Linked DNA regions of Sus scrofa: region 2 is linked to region 1. A link is a contact called in public HiChIP or PLAC-seq data. All regions are on one chromosome and are shown on one strand. The core of a region is the stretch at or near the end of the contact, and the rest is flanking DNA. Distances in the headings are between cores, read along the strand shown. Region 1 holds the start of DNTTIP2 (deoxynucleotidyltransferase terminal interacting protein 2). Region 2 holds the start of CCDC18 (coiled-coil domain-containing protein 18).

Evidence for each region. HiChIP or PLAC-seq counts read pairs in DNA pulled down with a chosen protein or histone mark.
Region 2: an H3K27ac HiChIP or PLAC-seq map of alveolar macrophages shows a contact between it and region 1. The contact joins the promoter of CCDC18 here to the promoter of DNTTIP2 in region 1. A contact is called at or near these places in 2 of 5 promoter capture datasets (fetal liver and liver) and 1 of 2 datasets of contacts at active chromatin or transcription factors (alveolar macrophages).

What each region holds. Positions count from the first base shown.
Region 1 is chr4:123,391,875-123,397,059 of Sscrofa11.1, forward strand. It overlaps DNTTIP2 (deoxynucleotidyltransferase terminal interacting protein 2), which reads left to right and starts at 2,897. Exons shown (of 7, transcript NM_001243674.1): 1 at 2,897-2,980; 2 at 3,923-5,185. The coding sequence starts at 2,909.
Region 2 is chr4:124,008,048-124,013,232 of Sscrofa11.1, forward strand. It overlaps CCDC18 (coiled-coil domain-containing protein 18), which reads right to left and starts at 2,244. Exons shown (of 32, transcript XM_021090190.1): 1 at 2,121-2,244; 2 at 517-701. TMED5 (transmembrane p24 trafficking protein 5) reads left to right here and starts at 1,778. Exons shown (of 4, transcript NM_001243695.1): 1 at 1,778-2,123. The coding sequence starts at 1,944.

The DNA.
Region 1 (5,185 bases), core at 1,647-4,146:
GCCAGAGGCCCCCGGGCTTTTCTGCCACACAGCCCTCACCAGAGGGCACCTTGTAACTGGTTTCCCACAGAATGAACAGGTGAGAAAGCCCAAGATGGAAGGCAGCCTTTTTGTTAAAACCTAACCTTGAAAGTCATGTTCGCCACGCTTGCGATGTTCTTTTCATCGTAAGTTGGTCCAGCCCAGACTCAAGGGTCTGAAGACCAGAGGATGAGATCGTTGGAGACCCTCTTACCCTTCAAACTGAATTTGAAAGTAAGGTTTTGTATGTAACAATATGCAAAATGACCATGAATGGAATATAGTTTTAGAAGGTGTGTGCACTGAAACTCTCTCATCTTTGGGTTAAGATGAGAATCTCCCAGAGTCAACCCTACATTTTAAGGGTTTAGTTAGTAAAACATAGACTATGAAGGGAGCATGTCCTTTATATAATAATTAATAATTACTGTTTTCATATCTGCCCCAAATCTACTTTAAGAAGAGAATAGGTAGAGGAGGTAGAGAGAAAACAAAAACAATACTTGGCGGTTTTGCCCTGATCAGCAGGCCAGCTCAGTCTTCTCATGTGAATATATACTGATGTTTTAATCTTAGTATTTTGTTTCTTGACTTTTTTAGACTGTAAATGTTTGGAAGTGGGGTTTTTTGTTTAAGGGGCTTGTATGTAAATAGAGCACACTGTCTAATAGGCTCCCAATTTCCTACACCCTCTCCTGTGATCTTATTTCATACATTTGCTGATGTTAAAGTTATCATATATAAGAAGTTCCCAGGTGGCACGGCACGTTAAGGACCCGGTATTGCCCGTGTCTAGTAGGTGCTCAGTACTATTACTGGGATTGCTGCTGTTGTCTCTGCTGCTTTCATCCCCACTACGCACCTCCAGATGGTTCACTTTCCTTCCTCTGCCCATTCCACCTGCTCTTCTTAGCTGTCTTCTGTTCTCTTATATAATCTCACCGCTGCCTGGCTGTACTGAAATTCCTTGGTTTTGCTCCTTATCAATTCCCCATAAAATCCATCTAAAGTTTTTTCATCCTTCTGAGCAGATGAATCACCTACTTAGAGACTGATGGCATCTACCTCAAATCCTCTCCTCACCACTTAAATTTCCCTGCATTTACATTCTCTCTGCTTCAGCTATCAACCCTTCCCCCTTGCCTCAAAGGAAAGAGCATTCTTCTGTAGCTAATCCCCACAGCCCAATTTTTTATTCCATTCTTTAGCTCAGATTAGGCTCGCCTGCAGGACATAAGACTGCCCCCAAATAACAGTGGTTTAAAAAGAGGTGTTTCTATTGATGAAAATCTTTTAAATTAGGCCATTTAGGACTGATAGCTGTGCAACAAATCAGGAATCCATGTCTTTTTGTCACTGCTCTGCTAACCTTAAAGCATGGCCCTAATCTTCATGGCACAAGACTGCTGCTTGAAAACCAGGAGACACAACTTCCTAGGGAGTGAAATGATGCTAAAGAAGGCAAGGAGGACCTCCTCTCTTTTAAGATGTCCCTAAAGAACTAAACAACACTTAATCGATCTGTAATTAGCCAAAACTTAGCCATATCTGGCTGCCAAGGGCAACTATTTAGCTGAATGGCAATGTGCCCACTGAAAATTCTATACTTTCTAACTTAAAAAAAAAAAGTTTTCTGTTCTAAAGTAAAGGAAAAAAGATTTTATGAGGCACTCATTCTTTCTCACCTCCAACATGTTTACTTACTTCTTCAATCCCCCCCCCCTTTTTTTTGTCTTTTCTAGGGCCACTCCCAGGCTAGGGGTCTTATCGGAGCTGTATCCACCGGCCTACACCAGAGCCACAGCAACGCGGGATCCGAGCCGCGTCTGCGACCTACACCACAGCTCACGGCAACGCCGGATCCTTAACCCACTGGATCCTTAACCCACTGAGCGAGGCCAGGGATCGAACCCTCAATCTCATGGTTTCTAGTCAGATTCGCTAACCATTGAGCCACCACGGGAACTCCATTCAATCCCTTTTCATTACCCTCAAACATATTCTAGCTTTTCACCCTTCACGTCAAAGAAAAATAAAAAAGCTTCTCTTGGAGTTCCCCTTGTGGGGCAGCGGAAATGAATCTGACAAAGGAACCATGAGGTTTCGGGTTCCATCCCTGGCCTCGCCCCGAGAGTTAAGGATCCTGCGTTGCCCTGAGCTGTGGTGTAGGCCGGCAGGTGTAGCTCAGATTCCACCCGTAGCCTCGGAACCTCCATATGCACGGGTGCGGCCCTAAAAAAGACCAAAGACAAAAAAGGAAAACAAAACAAAACAAAACCTTCTCTTGATTCTGATCATTCTTTCCCTATCACCACAAAAACTTTTTTTTTAAAATCGCTCTACAACTTAACCTTTTATTCTGCTTATTCCCAATTCCTACTCACCATCTCACCTTTAATTATATAGCTCCCTAATTAGTCTCCGAGTTCCTGGGTATTTAACATATACATCTTTTACCCCAACCAAGTCTTTAAATTGTATTTCTTTTATATTTAACTTCACAAGTAATACAAGAGTATACTTTAAAAAAAAAAAAAAAAGGTATTATAAATAATGCAAACGTATCCTTCGGCCATGCCCGTGGCTACACCTAGACTTTGCCGAATGAGAGGATGGACGGAGTGGGCCAGAAGGTGCTATTTTCCAATTCGTTCGTGTCAAACAGGAACGAGGGCCCTAAGCCACCGCGAGTTTCACCGCCCGCACGAAGGTCTGTCCCGAGTCCTTGGGGATCCCCGGGTTCCCCGATCGCCTCAGCCTAGTCGGAAGGGCAGAGGTGCTACGAGATTGCCCCCGAGTTCCTGGAGTCTCGCGGGAAGACGCGAGCGAGGCGCACCTCTGACGCACTTCCGGGGCGCCGGAGCCGCGGGGGCCGCGCGCCGGGAAGATGGTGGTCACCAGGTCTGCGCGGCCTCAGGCCGGGCTCCAAGCCACGTCAGCTGAAAGCTCCCAACCGAAGGTAAGAGATCGCACGGCTCCCTCATTTCTCCTCGCTGCCTCGCAGAGCGGTGCTCGGGGGGGGGGGGGCGGCGCAGGGGGCCCGCCAAGCGTGGGGAGGAGCGACCGAAGGGGCCCGAGCTGGCAGCGCGCGTCTGCTGACCGGGCCGGGCGCTGAGCATGGCACTTCATTTTAGGTCTCACTAAGGTCTTGAAGGCAATGCATGGCCTGATTCCATAGAGAGGTTGGGTAACTTGCTTTGGGTAGTTTAGCTCAGTAATACAGCTGTACAGCTCAGGCCTTTTAACCTTACTGCTAGCAGCGTGCCAAGGAGGATTCGTTTAAGCCACCAAGCGTGAGCCTAATTAGTTGGATTGGAGAAGGCACCGTTTTCACGGAAGAAAGCTGGCCGTGCCCCCACAGTACCTCCTTTAGGCGTGGGGAGGGCTGCGGTGACGTCACCTGGTGACTCAGTGACGCTGGTCTTTCGCAGCTTCTGATGCTGCGATGAAGGGAAGGCTACATTAATTCACTTCACTATGAAAAGGTAAGAGCAGCCACCGATTCCATCGATGTGTGTTCCTAAACACATCTTTAATCAGAGTTAAAATCCCCTTTCTTCCCTCTTTCCCTGTATGTGTCGGAATGTAGGTCCACCTAGCATTAGGTGACTTTGAATGGAAAAAATTTTCTCTTTTTCAGTTGTTTTGTTTCCTAAAGTCAGATCCAGGACTTAGGTGATGCTAGAGAGGCAGGGCCTACAAATGCAGAGTCAGATTTAGTATTTAGGTATTGTTTGGGTTTTTTTAGTTGTGCGTGGTGCTGGTGGTTATTACTGTTTGGCATTAATCTTGCTGAGTTTTTTAGTGTCCTCTTGAAATCTGCTTCTGAGGGGAGTGCCTCACTCACTTTGCTCTTGTCCCAGCCCTTCCCAAATTACAGTGTATTTTCACTGGCTTACAGGATTCTGCAAAAAGAATTCAAGCACATCCAAAAGGCAGGAAGGAGTCTCCATCTGATGACCCAAGTACTGCTGAATCACAGACCACTAAGAAACAAAGTCCAGCTCCTTCAGCCAGGAAGAGGAAGAGCAGAACTACAGGCTCATTACCAGAAATGAACAAACCTACTGATGGAGAGATCTCTGAAGCAGAGTCAACTTGTTCTTCTGTGTCCGAGGTCCAGGATCCCATTTTCAGAATAACCAGGAGAAGGCAGATCTTAGTTACAGGCACCCCAGTTTCCAGTGTAAGGAAAAGACCGAAAGTAACTCCAGTAAATGAGTCTCATACTGAGGAAGAAGTCTCTGAAGCAGAATCTCATGCGTCAGGTATTTCTAGAATTGTGCGTCCCACAGTGATAGCTACACAAACCAGAGGAAGCAAGGCTAAGTCCCTAACAGGTCCAAGCCAAGAATCATACATGGAAGCTGTTTCTGATGCTGAGTCATCATGCTCAGAGGTTTCTTCCTTTTCTGGAATTGCAGCGAGGAGGACAACAAGGAGTATGCAGAGGAGATTACAGGCACAAACTGAGGAGAATGATACTATGATTGTAGCAGGAAATGAAAAGCAAGGCGTAGATACACCTGTGAATTCCAAGGATTCAGAAACCAGACGAACTTCTTGTCGTTTACTAGCAAGGTCGCTTTCTCAGATCAATAAGCCGAATCTCTATAATAATGAAATTTATAATGACCTTGATGAGGATCCCTTCTTCGGAAATTCAGGAAAAACATTAATTGCACAAAAACACCCAAGTGTTAATATAAATGAGGAAGAACAGGAAAACGTTTCACCTCTCAAACACATAACAAAGCGGAATTGTGAGAGTTCAGATGAAGAAGCCAAAGAACCAATAGATGAGGGAAAAGAAATTAATGAGAAAGATTCTCAGTTGAATCTTCCTGAACTGCAGGACACCAGCCTTCAGCAGTTAGTTTCTCAAAGGCATTCCACCCCCGAAAATAACAAAACCACATCAGAGCCCTCAAATCTGAACTGTGAGGCTGTAATGAAATCATTAGCTCACACATTTGCAGTTGTGGAAGTGGACAGATGCGATGAAGGAAGAAAGAGCACCATAAAAACAAGCGACTGGACAGAACTTGGTGGCGGTGATGAAGAGTGCACAGTTACAGGTGACAGCCAAGACATGGACGAAGAAAGGGATGTGGATTTTGAGTGTGATGCCAAACTGCGTAATCCTGAACTCAACGCATCTCAG
Region 2 (5,185 bases), core at 994-3,493, 620 kb after region 1:
ATAGAAACATATAAAGATAAGCTTTTGTTTCAACTGATGTTATCTCTAGGGTTGTGAAATTCCCTACTAAGTACTTGTGCACATAAAATGTGCAATAAAGTACCACATGTTATTGTTAATAATTAACGTGTAGTTATTGTGTATTAAAACATATCATTAATAATAATACAATTAAGATGAAAGTTTGATAATCTCTACTACTCCTATACATCTTTTTGCATAATCTTAAAATTACATTTCTCTTTCAGATCCCATTTACCTTTGTCATTGAAGCATCTCTTTCATCACCCTTCTAGAATTCTGACCACATCTCAAGCTCCAAAAGGTTAGGAGTCCTCTGTTATCTTGTGCAGGACTCTAAGGTGCTTAGACAAACTCAGTATTTTCAGGGAATAAATAAATGATGATCACCAAAGTGTCCTTCCTTCCCCTAACCTAGCTGAAATAATACGACAAATTGTTCCTCATTCAAAATTTCTGAGATGTAGGGAGGAAGATTAAAAAGAAAACTCTCACCTTATTAGAGGGAACTGTGGCAGAAACTTAAATGAACTGCTATTATAATCTTAGCAGAGAAAATGTTTCTCTCCTCTTTCCTCTTTGGTTTCCACAAATTTGCTTCCGCTTAAACAGACGCTCCCAAACAAAAGTCAATGGATCAGGTCCCCATGCTGCTTTTTCTTTTCAATATCTCTAGTTCCCTACAGGATAGTGAAGGTAAAAAGGGTAAAGAAAATTTGGGCAAATTCTACAATGCTATTCGATTTTATGTTTCAACTAAGTCAGGTTTATGTCCAACATCTTGTATACATTTTAATGTAAGAATTCTCTAACCCTTCTGAAGTTATCAATGAAAACGTCTGAAGTTCAAATATATTTTCGTTTTCAGACTGAGCTCTCTATTGTCTTCAAATAAAGCGTCTGCCCCCCTTCAAGTCTATCTTGGAAAAGCACATCATGCTACCTCCAGGCCTTGACGCCTTTCGGCCCAAATAACGGTGCGTTTGTGGCTATATCCACGCACACCCACGGCCCCGAAGCACAAGTGTTCACTTCACTCCCGGGATGTAAAACCAGAGACTGGGGTCGAAAAGGCTTCCCCGTTTTGCAAGGGGGCCGTGACCCGAGAGGGCACCGTGCTGTGACAAGAACGCTCAATCTGACACAAACGCGTCCTTCGTTCATCTGGAACAAGCGGAGGAAAACTCGACAGCTTGCTTTTCCATCTCTCTTCACCTAAAACACAACCCTGCAGAGCAGCAGCTCAAGCGCAAGGGCGAGGCCCAGGAGAAGCGCCTCAGGGGACCAGAGGGGAAGGAACACAACCCCCTCCGGCAGGCCGCTCGCCACCCAAGCCGCAGTTGGGAGACCCACCGACGCCGGCGCACCCGTCTGCGCTCGGAAACCTCGCCCCTCTCCCGGACCCAGAGCGTGGAACCCCCGACACTGCACGCGGGACACCAGCGAACCCCGGCGGCGTCGCGTTCGAACCGCCGCGGGAGCCGTTGGCGACGCCCCGCCGCAGCCCCGCCCCCGCGCGGGCCCCGAGGCCTGTCGGGAATTGTGGTCTGCGAGCGAGGCCGAGCTCGCTCCCTGAACTACATTTCCCACAGCTACCGCCACGACGCCCATTGGTGTGAGGGCAGCCATGGGAGGCTGCGGTCTTCTGGGAGTCAAGCGGGCCGCGCTCCCGCGGGGCTGGAGGCGCCGAGACCGAGGAGGGTGTGGAAAAGGACTGCTGGCCCCGCCCTCAGCGCCTACGCTCCCCAGGCCGGCGCTTCCTCGTCCGAGGAGCACGCCTCCACCGCGGCCGGCTCCCGGACCTCCTTCAGGCTCCAGCTTTCCCCGCCGCCCACGAGGAGCCCGGGGAGGCGAAGCGGGGCGCAGGCGTCACTAGCCCACCCTTCCCACGCCTCTTCCGGCCCGAGACCGCCCCGGCAGGCATGGGCGACAAGATCCGGCTGCCCTTCCCGGGGGTCCTCTGGGCCGCTCTGCTGCTGCCCGCGGCGGCCGGCTTCACGCCCTCCTTGGACAGCGACTTCACGTTCACCCTTCCCGCCGGCCAGAAGGAGTGTTTCTACCAGCCCATGCCCCTGAAGGCCTCGCTGGAGATCGAGTACCAAGTAGGTGCAGAGGGCAGCCAGCCTCCTTCCGTTCGCCCCGCCGCACGTCGTCGCCTCTCACCGGCGTAGGAAGCCGGGGAGCCGCGGGGGGTGAGGCGAGGGCCGCGGGGGGAGCCGGGCAGCTCTGCGCAGGCGCGGAGGCGAGGTCCTGGCCGCGCCGGGGACCGGGAAGTTAGGCGGGACCTAGAATCGACTCCCGCCCTCTCCCCTTTCCTCCGGTCGGAAGGAGGCCAGCCCCGGTGATGTCGGCGGTTTTTCTTTGTGTTTTATAATTCACCTGAGGTTTTTCTAGCCAGTACACGCTCCAGTACGGCGGATTTCACAATACAGGTCTAATACACGTTCTTCTTAATCATTGGACGAGACGATGACACTTTTTTAATCACTTCCACCATCCTCACCCAAATCCGGCTTTGTGAGTCTACGCTGTCATTACTTCTTCAAGGATTTTTGAATTGTGACCCTGTGATTTTTCACTAAATCTTATTTGAGGATATTTTGAAAGGAGTTACTGATGTGTTTAATGGTACATTGCCTTCTCCGTTATATAACCATCATTTAAAAACCAAATAGGATCTAATTGTTTATTAGAACTTTATAACTTTTCGTCAGCATTCTAAGCGTTTCTCCCATATTGTTTTCTTTTTAGTGTCTACATAATGTTACAGGGAGTTACCTTAATCTATGTAGTCATTCTGGTAGAGGGTACTTTCTTAGGAGAAATCTTGTTAGCTCCAGTACAGCTGATTTCGATGTTTCTAGGTAGCACTGGAAAAAAAAAAACAAAAAAAAAAAACAGCAGCCTTGGTGTAGTTCATCTTTCAATTTTTATACAGGCTACCTAATTTTTAATGTTAATTTTCTATGGTTGATATAGAGAATCTTTCAGTAACAGATATTGTCACATGTAGAGTTTTTAAAAGTTATTTAGAATTTTCATCAGAAGGAACTTTAGAATTAGATTATTTATATATAGATGTATAAGGTAGGCATAGAGAGTAAAGTATCTAAAGTCACATAGTTAGCAAAACGGGCTGGAACTCAACATTTCTTGATTTCCAGTCCAGTTGAAAAGTTAATTTACTGAACTTTACATGTTACCCTGTGCCAGTAACGAGTGAATGGAGGCACGGACACAGGGGAGGGGACAAAAGAAAGATCCCTTTTCAAGGATCTTAATATTTAAGGGTTACTGGTTCATAAACAAGTAGTATCAATAAGGTATGGTATAGCTGCTGTGGGAGGAGGGCTTCTTCTCTGGGGTTTCAGAAAAGGTTTCCTGAAGAAGAATAAATTTGAATTTAGAAAGATGCTTAAGTGAAGCAGGAATGCAAGAAAGAAGGGGCATTTCAAGAAAAGGAACAGAAGGAAGAGAGAGTTCTGAAAATGCATAGTGTGAGTGTTTTAGCAGTGGGCAATATGTAGTGGACACTACAAGTGTTGAGTTTTTGTTGGACCTTTAAGACTGTAAAGTCTAGGGTGGGAGTAGAAGAAAAAGGTTGAAGAGGTTAGGAGGCTAGATCATGGCTCATAAATCTTAAGCTTGTGCACCATACTAAGTAGCTTTGACCTTGTTCTACATAAGGGCCATTGAGGATTAGGCAGCGTGCTAACAGTAAAAAATGTTTTACAGTTGGAGGATAGATTTAAGGAGCAGTGTTAGAGGTAAGGAAACCAACTATGGGGTTAGATAAATAGTCTAGATGAGAAAACAATTTTAATGTTCAAAATTCATCAGTATTTAACAAAGCATTGGGAAAGAAATCTATTTTAAACTATTGACCTCTTACAATTAAGAGCCCCAACTGTAGAGAAAAAATGCCTGCGTTGAAATCCTGTCTCTTAACTGTTAGCTTGAATAAGTTTCTTAACTCCACACTTGTGTAGAGATAATGGTTAAGAGTTGATTTGAAACTGTGAGCTAACAAGTGTTCATCCACCATCCCTGACACATAGTAAATATTCAATAAATGTTAGATTTTTTTGCATTTATACTTACAGAGTTACCTAGCTGGTATCATCTAGGTTTATACTTTGCACCTTTAATCACTCTTTGAAAGACTTTTCCACTAAACCATTCTACTTAAATTGTTTAAATTTAAATGTTTTGATTGAGGAGAGAAGTAAAATCATTAAATGTCTGTAGTCCTAGACAGTGTTGGAAGGGTTTGTAGGATAGAGATCATCTTCAGTTCTTTGTTTGCATTTTCTGACTCCATGATTATCCACTAACTACAAGCTACTGGGTTTTGTCTTAGTTTTTTTTTTGTTGTTGTTGTTGTTATTGTTGTTGTTGTTGTTGCTATTTCTTGGGCCGCTCCCGCGGCATATGGAGGTTCCCAGGCTAGGGGTTGAATCGGAGCTGTAGCCACCGGCCTACGCCAGAGCCACAGCAACGCGGGATCCGAGCCGCGTCTGCAACCTACACCACAGCTCACGGCAACGCCAGATCGTTAACCCACTGAGCAAGGCCGGGGACCGAACCCGCAACCTCATGGTTCCTAGTTGGATTCGTTAACCACTGTGCCACGACGGGAACTCCTTGTCTTAGTTTTTAAAATGTCAAGGAGGGAGTTCCCGTCATGGCTCAGTGGTAATGAACCCGACTAGTATCCGTGAGGACTTGGGTTTGCTCCCTGGCTCTGCTCAGTGGATTAAGGATCTGGCATTGCCATGAGCTGCAGGGGGGGTGGCAGATGTCTCGGGTCCCAGTTGTTGTGGCTGTGTCCTAGGCTGGCTGCTGCAGCTCCAATTCAACCCCTAGCCTGGAAATGACCATATGCTGCAGGTGTGGCCCTGAAATTTAAAAAAAAAAAAAAAAAATGTCAGGTGACAGACATTCTACACATGGCTTACTGTAACATATGGAAAAAATTTAACTGTTTCTACCTTTTCAGGTTTAGAAGGACACTTTTAGGGTAATTGACCAGTCTCACTTTATATTAAGTTCTTGAAATTTTTAAATGTCAGTACATACATCTTGAGAATAAAATAGATCATTCTTGTAAAATTTTGAATCATTATTGAGTGCTTAATTTATGTAAGCTTTATGCTACGTACTG